Linked DNA regions of Anas platyrhynchos: region 1 is linked to region 2. The links are chromatin contacts, called in public Hi-C maps. All regions are on one chromosome and are shown on one strand. Each heading gives the region's core, a stretch centred on a gene start, on an enhancer-like site or on the middle of the called end of the contact. The rest is flanking DNA. Distances are from core to core; before and after follow the strand shown.

The links. Hi-C and Micro-C count contacts between places; a contact is called where the count stands out from the background.
Region 1: a contact with region 2 is called in a Hi-C map of small yellow follicle, with 3 times the contacts expected there. The contact joins the enhancer-like site here to the promoter of NCOA2 in region 2. A contact is called at or near these places in 3 of 8 Hi-C or Micro-C datasets (liver, skeletal muscle and small yellow follicle).

What each region holds. Positions count from the first base shown.
Region 1 is chr2:34,521,290-34,525,230 of IASCAAS_PekinDuck_T2T, reverse strand. NCOA2 (nuclear receptor coactivator 2) reads right to left here. Exons shown (of 25, transcript XM_038173626.2): 3 at 1,795-1,999. LOC119715716 (a long non-coding RNA gene) reads left to right here. Exons shown (of 3, transcript XR_011807474.1): 1 at 1-952; 2 at 1,051-1,189. Among named protein-coding and RNA genes, the nearest start is that of NCOA2, 72 kb to the right of the region's middle. Within about 2 kb of position 2,595, at least 1 of the 8 cell types and tissues checked has an H3K27ac peak or open chromatin away from gene starts, as enhancers often do.
Region 2 is chr2:34,448,711-34,452,518 of IASCAAS_PekinDuck_T2T, reverse strand. NCOA2 (nuclear receptor coactivator 2) reads right to left here and starts at 1,698. Exons shown (of 25, transcript XM_038173626.2): 1 at 1,547-1,698.

The sequences.
Region 1 (3,941 bases), core at 1,346-3,845, 72 kb before region 2:
CATTATTTCCTCCACCTAAACAGAGAACATTTTCCATGCCAGCCGAGACGTGTCGCTGAAATAAAGTAGGCGCATTGATAACGCAGCTTCCCCTCCCACCCCATTTCATGGCACACACAGGAACGGTACAGTTTTTATTTTGCTTGGCATTCCTCTCTCCGCGTTAGCCGATAATCCTCCCCACATAGCCGTGCCAACGTGGTGCCCCGCGGCTCCCCTGCTGGTCCAGCCCCCTGCCTTCCTCCAGCAGCCGCCGTGCGCTGGGCGAGCATTTTGTAATAGGCGCTGTTGCATCAGTCTAATTGCAACATCATTCCCAATGCTCTAGGTAAGGCAAATAATTTCATTTTCAGCTTCTGCTTGTAAAACGCGGATCGCTTCAACCTCTCCCCCTCCTTTTTTTGTTGTTTATGTTTTAAACGCTGGGATTTACAGAAACGCTTGCACTGCAGGGCAGCAGTGAGACAAAAATATCTCAGGTTTTCTTAGAAAGCAGCACTTGGAAATCCTGCTCTGTGCCTGAAGCATTGCTGCAGCCTTCCACAGAGCCAGATGCAGTGGAACCCCCATGAGCAGGCTAGAAGGGGAATGCACATTCTAACTCTGTGTATTTAATGTAATATTTAGCTACTATTAAAGCTTCATGGCTTTTACTGTCTCCCTCTTCTGTAATAGAGAGTAACAGCTTATCTGGCAAGCATGCTCACTATGTTTCTAGGCACCAAAGACACGCTCTTGGTTAATTCATAAAATCTGATCTAATGTTAGATATTTTGCATTCAGGTTAGCTAAGTTAAAACAATATTTAGCCTAACCATGCCTTGGCCAAAAATTCACTGCTATCTAGTGATTACAACATTATTGTAGCTGGCTATGGACATCGCACTGGGAAAACACGAATCCTGAGGCTGAAGAAATGCAGCTGAAATTCTGACCTCAAGCCATTCTGATAGTGGGTATTACAAACACTGTGTACTTTGTATCTGATACAATAACCAGGCACAAGAGGCATGTGCCTGGGATGAACGATGAATTTACTTGTCATTTCAGCTTTGTGCACACACATTATTGGAGCTGACAGCATCAAAAAATGCCCTGCTTCTTATACCCCAAATCATACTACATGATATGAACATCCAGACTAAAATCCGTCTGTAAAGGCAAGCACTAACAGGAGGAAATGTCACAAGTAAGTTTCAGAGAAACCTGAGCTTTGCCTTTGTTTGCTTATGTGGCATGGCACACACCGCGGTCGTGTCACCCAATTCCCACAGCATCTCTGCTTTTTGCTCAGTGTACAGAAGTACCGCGAATCAAAACAGCGATCTGTTTTCCTCTTGGTGTTTGCTGTACGGTCTGATTCCGTACTTACTGCACGCTATTCAAACTTTTTTTCGGAAGACAGAACAAGTAATTTCTTTGTGAATTCAGTGGTGCAGCCAGGCACTCGACAAACATAATGGTTACTCTCACTGTTACTCCGTCACTCCTAACTTAGAATAATGCTGTTAGTCCTAACTTCCTAACCAGAGCAGAGACAACTTTAAGGTCAAAATGATTCACCAACTCCGAAGACAACTTTGTCTCCAGCTTGGCACAACTCAGACCTCATTTTTTCGCAGTACTTAGCATTACAGTGTGCTTTATATAGCACTTTCGAACCTCAGCCCCCGCTGCCTCACTCGCAGCTATCAGTGCTCAGCACTTTTCCAGATCAGATCCAAAGATCTCAAGTCACCCGCAAGAAAGCCAGACACACAAAGACAGGAGAAAAGGCCGGATTAAGCAACTTACCTAGCATCACAGCCAGGAAGAGAGTCCCGTTCCCCAGGGCAGCGTGCAGCTGCGCAGAGCATCAGCACAGCCCCTGCTCGCCGCACGAGTCCCAGCTTCTGTTGTCACTGAGGCAGGGCTACTATGGAGAACTGCCTTTGCCACTGCATGCAGCAGGTTCATTCCCAGAGCAGGTCCATCCTGTGCACGCAACAAAGCAGGGATCCTGTGGAAAAAAACAGGATGTCACCACATGGGCAAATAACATTCAGTTGTAATGCTCACAAGGGGCCAAACTAAGGAGCTTTGCAAAGACACGCTCACGGCATATTTTGACTTGGATACTACTTTCACCACTTCTGGCAAAACCAAACTAAGACAGCAGAAATTGTCAGTGTGAGGGTGGCACACAGATACAAGGCACAGGGTATCAAGGTGGCACAAGGTAGCAGAGGAGTTGCAATCTTTATGTGTACCGTGCAGCTCTTGTGGTAAAGGAGTAAATGAGCAATGGTTAGCATAGGCAAAGCAATCTTCCCTCAGGGGACTAGCAATGGTGGTCGGCATATTCCCAAGGAGCTTCTACAGAAACCAAAAGTATTTACAGATATTCCAAAATTTTTTACAGAAAAGGCATTTCCAGAGCTCCCCTGCCTCTTTTCCTCAAGCCCATTTCCTTTGGCCCGAGTTGATTCAAGTCCCAGCCTGTCTTCAGTCCTACCTTCAGGGTCTGGGTCTCATAAAAACCCCCACTCCCTACTACTTTTCACCTCTCCTTGCTCTGTCATTCCCAGAGGTGGCTGGCAGTGCCATGCTCTGCCCTTGCCTACCCATGCTTTGTCCCTCCTCCACTCCCTGACAGACAGTCATACTGACTCGTACCCTTGCCCACAGCTCTCTTTTCCACCCCATCACCCACTTTTTCATCAGGTCTCCCACTGCCTCCTGGATTCAGTTTCTCAGTCCCTCTGCTCATCAATTCTTGTGACCCTGTGTCTTATTATGTCCCACTCCCCTTTGACAGTCTGCTTCTTTCTTTCAGCTCAGATTTATCCATTTTAGCCAAAGTTCCAAACCTTCTGCCCATAAAAAAACTACGGGGGACCACAGTGGCAGAGGAGAGCCTCCCCGGGGGAAGACAGAGCAAGGATAAGGAAAAGACAGGGCCCTCACACCCTGGGCCTGACTCCCTGTTCACTGATGGGGTTATTTTGGGGCTGGGACCACAGTGTAGCTCTGCTCCTGGCTCTTGGGCACTGTGGTACCAGGTAGCCGGTTTGTCCTCCAGCCCAGCCTCTGTTCAGCTTCCAACCTCCCTGCCCAGCCTGCACAGCTTGCTCTCCCTTACCCCAGTTTTATCAATCTTCCACCCCCCAGCTGAGCTTTCATGTCTCCAAATCAAGCAGTTTATCTTCTGAAGTTGCTTGAGGAGAAATAATTGAGAATAAGAGAAGCAGGATTTTCTGCTCTCAGTTACAATGGCCAGTGGCATTCATTACCACCTGCTGAGAAGCTTGCCCAGGTGTATTTTAGCCAGTTCTTAGTGATGGGACATGTGCAATCCGTGCAGCATTAGAAGATGTGCAAATTTGCTCAGCAAGAAGGAAAACGCTGTCAATTGCAGCCATACAGCTCTAATGCGCTCAAGACGGCACGAGAGAACTGTGATTTCTTTAAAAGCTTACAGTTTGGTTAGATCTGAGATTCTCACAGTGCTGACAAAGGCAAAGCTGTGACTCATAAGCCACTCTTCTTCCCCCAAAGCCTATCACCAGCATTTTCTGCACTACCATGCAATTTCTAGTTTCTGCTTCAAAGGGAGGGATGTGAGCATTTGCAAAACAAAAAGGTTATTTTTAAGGAAAAATACATAAGAAATAGCTACTTTTCCATGCATTCTTATAAATAGCTAAATAATTTTGGTGGGGGGGAAAAAAAAAGAAAAAAAAATAAGTTAGAGGCAGCTACTCAGCTTCAAACATTTCAACCCCAAAAGCTAATGTTTTGCGAAGTTCTAATAAATAAATAACTGAACCCAGCATCCTATAAAGGAAAACATCAGGCAGCTTTCCTTATTGCAATTCACGGCACTTCCCTTTCAGACCTTAGTAGCACAGGTCATTCAGCTCACTAAACCAAGAACTACATGAATATGAAAATCTGAGATC
Region 2 (3,808 bases), core at 449-2,948:
AGCGATCGATTACTGCCCAACAAGCAAGCCGGCCTCCTTTCACAAGGAGGCTGCTTCCTGGCTAAATTACAAGTGCATTCAGACAGCGGGCTGCACGCACACACACACTTCAGGCACAAGTAGCGAGGGTGAGAGCAGCTCGGACCCCGCGGCTCCGGTTACACCGCGGTTACTCCGCGGTTACTCCGCGCCCGGCGGCCCCCGAGGAGCGCGGCGGCAGCGGGGGGCCCGCAGCGCCCCCGCGCTGCGCGGAGGGAGGAGGGTTTGGGGCACCTCTCCCCCCTCGCCCCAAAAGCCTGGGGCCCCGCTCTCGGCGCTGCCACCACCACCGCCGCCGCCGCCCCCCCGTCCTTGCAGCCCCGCGGTGAGCGCGGCGCCGCCCGCCCCGCCCGCACGGGGACCCCGCGCCCAGCCGGCTGCCATCCCTCCTCCTCCTCCTCCTCCTCCTCCTCCTCCTCGTCCTCCCCGCCCCGCGCACACACGCAGCCACACGGCACTGCGGCGGCCGGGCCCCCACCCCACCCACCCCTCCCGAGAGGCGCCGGCGGCCGCCCCGGGGCTGCGCGAACGCGGAGCCTCCGCGGCTCGGCTCAGCCCGGCCCGGCCCCGGCTCGGCTCAGCCCGGCCCGGCGCGCACACGCAGGCGCAACCCCCGCGCAGAAAGTTCGCAGAAGTTGCCCGCTTTGCCCCCTCCTTCCCCCCCGCACGCCCCGGCCCACCGGGAAGGGCAGAGGGCACCTGGAGGAGCCGAGCCGGGATGGGAAGGGAAAAGGGAAGCGGGGTGGGGGGGGGCGTAGGGGGAACGGAGCGGCCCCCAGCCGTTGTCAGCCGGGGGAAGGGGAGGGGGCGAACACCGCCCTGCTCCCCAAATCAGCCCTTTTGTCAGCGGGGAGGGAGAGACCCTCCCTGCAAGTTTCCCGTGCGAGAAGGGGGGGGATCCTAAACACCCCTCTGCAATCCCCCCTCCGAGCCCCGCTCTGCCCCATGCCCTCCCCCGGCGGATGCCCGCGCCCCCCCGCGGCGCCCCCTGCCTTCCCCCCACTTTCTCCCCCCGGCAGCCGCGGGGAGGCGGCTCCCCACCTCCGGCCGGCCTGGCCGCAGCAAAGCGACCCCCCCCCCGGCCCGGCGGCGGCAGGGTGCGGTGCATGCACCCCTCGACCCGCCCCCCCCACAACAGGGAGGGGGGGGCGTCCCGGGGCAGTACCCACCCTCCCCCCCCCCCAAAAAAAAAAGGGGGGTGTGCGCGCACGATGCCCCTTCGAGGGGCAGCCCCGCAGCCCCTCTTCCCCTTCACCTCCCCGCCGAGGGGGCCGCGACCCCCGCCCGGTTCCTCCCCCCTCCCCGGCTCCCCTCGGCCGGCGTCAGCGCGGGGGCAGCCGCCCGCCAACGCCGCCCCTCCGCGGCCCCGGGCGGCCCCCGGTGCCCGTCGGGGAGGCGTGGGGGGGGCCCGGGGCACACCCCCCCCGCCGAGCACGGGGCCGAGGGGGGCGTGCGGGAGCCGGTACCGGGGTCAGCGGCGTCCCCCGCGGCCGCCGGCGGCGCTGACCTTCGCTTTGTAAGCCGAAGCTGAAGCTGGGGCTGCGGCCGCCATGTTCCCGTTTTAATAACTGCCTGCTTGTTTATTTCAATGCAGAGACCCTCCCACCACTCGCCCTCCTCCTCCTCCTCCCCTCCTTCTTCTACCCAGAGGAGGGCTGGACGGGGAGGAGGCGGGGGGAGGCACAAGGCACTCCCCCCCCCTGCCCCCGGGCACAGCGGCAGCGGCCGGGCCCCGCGCTGGGGGAGGCCGAGCCGAGCCGAGCCGATCCCGGCCGGGCTGGGTGGCACCGAGGCGCCGCCACCCCCGGCCGATGTCCCCCCGGGCCGCGGGGCCGTCCCGCTGCCCGCCCCCGGGGACAATGGCAGCCCCGCTCCCCCCAAGCCCTGCACCCACCGGGGGGAAAAAGGGGAGGGAGGGGGGAGAAGAAAGGAAAAGAAAGAAAAAAAAAAAAGGAAAAAAAAAAAAGTCCTTCGCCCTCACAGGGCGAGACTTTAAACGCAGCCCGCTGCGGGACTGGGGAGCTTCCCTTGTAGTGGCCCGTCTTCACCATAAAGAAGGGGGTGGTCTTATTTCCCCCCCCCCTAAACAAAATAAAAATTTTTTTAAAAAAAAGGAAAACGCGTTGCGTGCAAATTGTGGCACCGCCGCACAACCGTGCAGCAGCACCGACTCTCTCGCAGGATGGGGAGATGCGAGTTAAAAATTATTGAGGGCCGAAGGATGGTTGTTAAACATTGCCCTTTAGTTCTGCAGGCAAGCCGTGATGCAGAAATGCTGTCTTAAAAGATCAGCCTTATGTTTTCACAACTATCACTAATGGCAAGTTATACTCTACAGGCTCTAACAATTGTTATTTTTAATGCTTTCTCACAGGAATACGTAGTCCTAAGTTTTTCTGCAGTTATCCAGGCATTATACATAGTTACTGATAGTATGGCTAGCTCAGCAGATACTCCGATACTGTTTTTTTATCGTAAACCTTGTTTGGTAGTTACATTTTGCTGTAGTACCAGTGCTGCTTGTGTTTCCCCATGCTCTTGTCTGACTCATTTTTTTGTGTTTGTTTGTTTTGCTTTTTTTTTTTCTTTCATTCAGTAATAATAGTTCAGTTGTCTCTCAAAACAAATTTAAGGCAAACCTTCTGCCCTGCTTGTTTCCTCTGTCCACTGAAAACTTATAATATTTTCCCCCTCTGGAGAAAGAACTTCGGTATGGTACAATTTTGTCACATTAGGAAGCTGGGGGGACGGAGGGGATAATTTACATATGCTTAGCTTTGCTGCTAAATTAACAAGAGATCCTACCTACCCCAAATGCCACCCTTTTAGGGGAGTGCTTTTGGCATCACTCCAAGTGGGCATGCTCCAGTGCTGGGCTGCTGCAACTGGAGAGGACAACTGTTGGGAACGTCCCTGCGCATCGGTCGTGCTCAGGCAGAGAAACTCTTGTGTTTGCAGAAAGCTCTTCCAACTTGCCCATAGACAGGCAGTCAGCAAAGAGATCGAAGGGCTGTTCTGGCTGAAGCACAGAGAACTCAGAATATTGCCTTGAAATAACATGGCAAACGAGAGCAGCTTGTATGTGGAAAGAAACCTGGGGCAAAGAGATAGAGCTTTTCCTCTGGTCTCATTTGTTATATCTGTGCAAATTTCTGTAGCAAATAAGCTAACTGTTATACAGGCAATAATCTCATTTACCTCACGGTCATGATACATTCATTCCCCTATGCGAAATGAAGCAGTGGTCCTCTGGGAAAAAAATAGTGTCTTTGATATTATGACCATAAGCAGTCTAATTTAGAATTGCACAGGTAATTTTAATTCCAGTATTTCTTATTTAAAAATGCTTGATTTTGTCCAACCCTGCACATCCTTCAATGTAACCAAAACTCCTTATTAAATTATTTCCTAAATCCACCAGGAAGAGCAAGGCAGGCCTTTTACCTTGCTGCAGTACAAACACAACAGATTGCCCACCTACCACAAAGTTTAAGGGTTCAGCACTGAGAAAACCCCTAAGTCTGAAGCAGCTGAGTGTCCTTGGCAAACTGGGTGAGAGAGGGGATTTAACTACATCCACATATGTTTGGATCCTCCGAAATTTGTTATAAGCTGTTAACTCGTGAGTAAATACGTTTTGTCATCTAGGGCCAGAATACAAAACGCTGGTCAAAAATATCACTGTGTACAAAGGCCAGGAATTATGTTATTCCTAATTGCTGTTCTTTAAAGGGAAAGCATCATCTTCCAGAGGGAAAAGGATTCACTA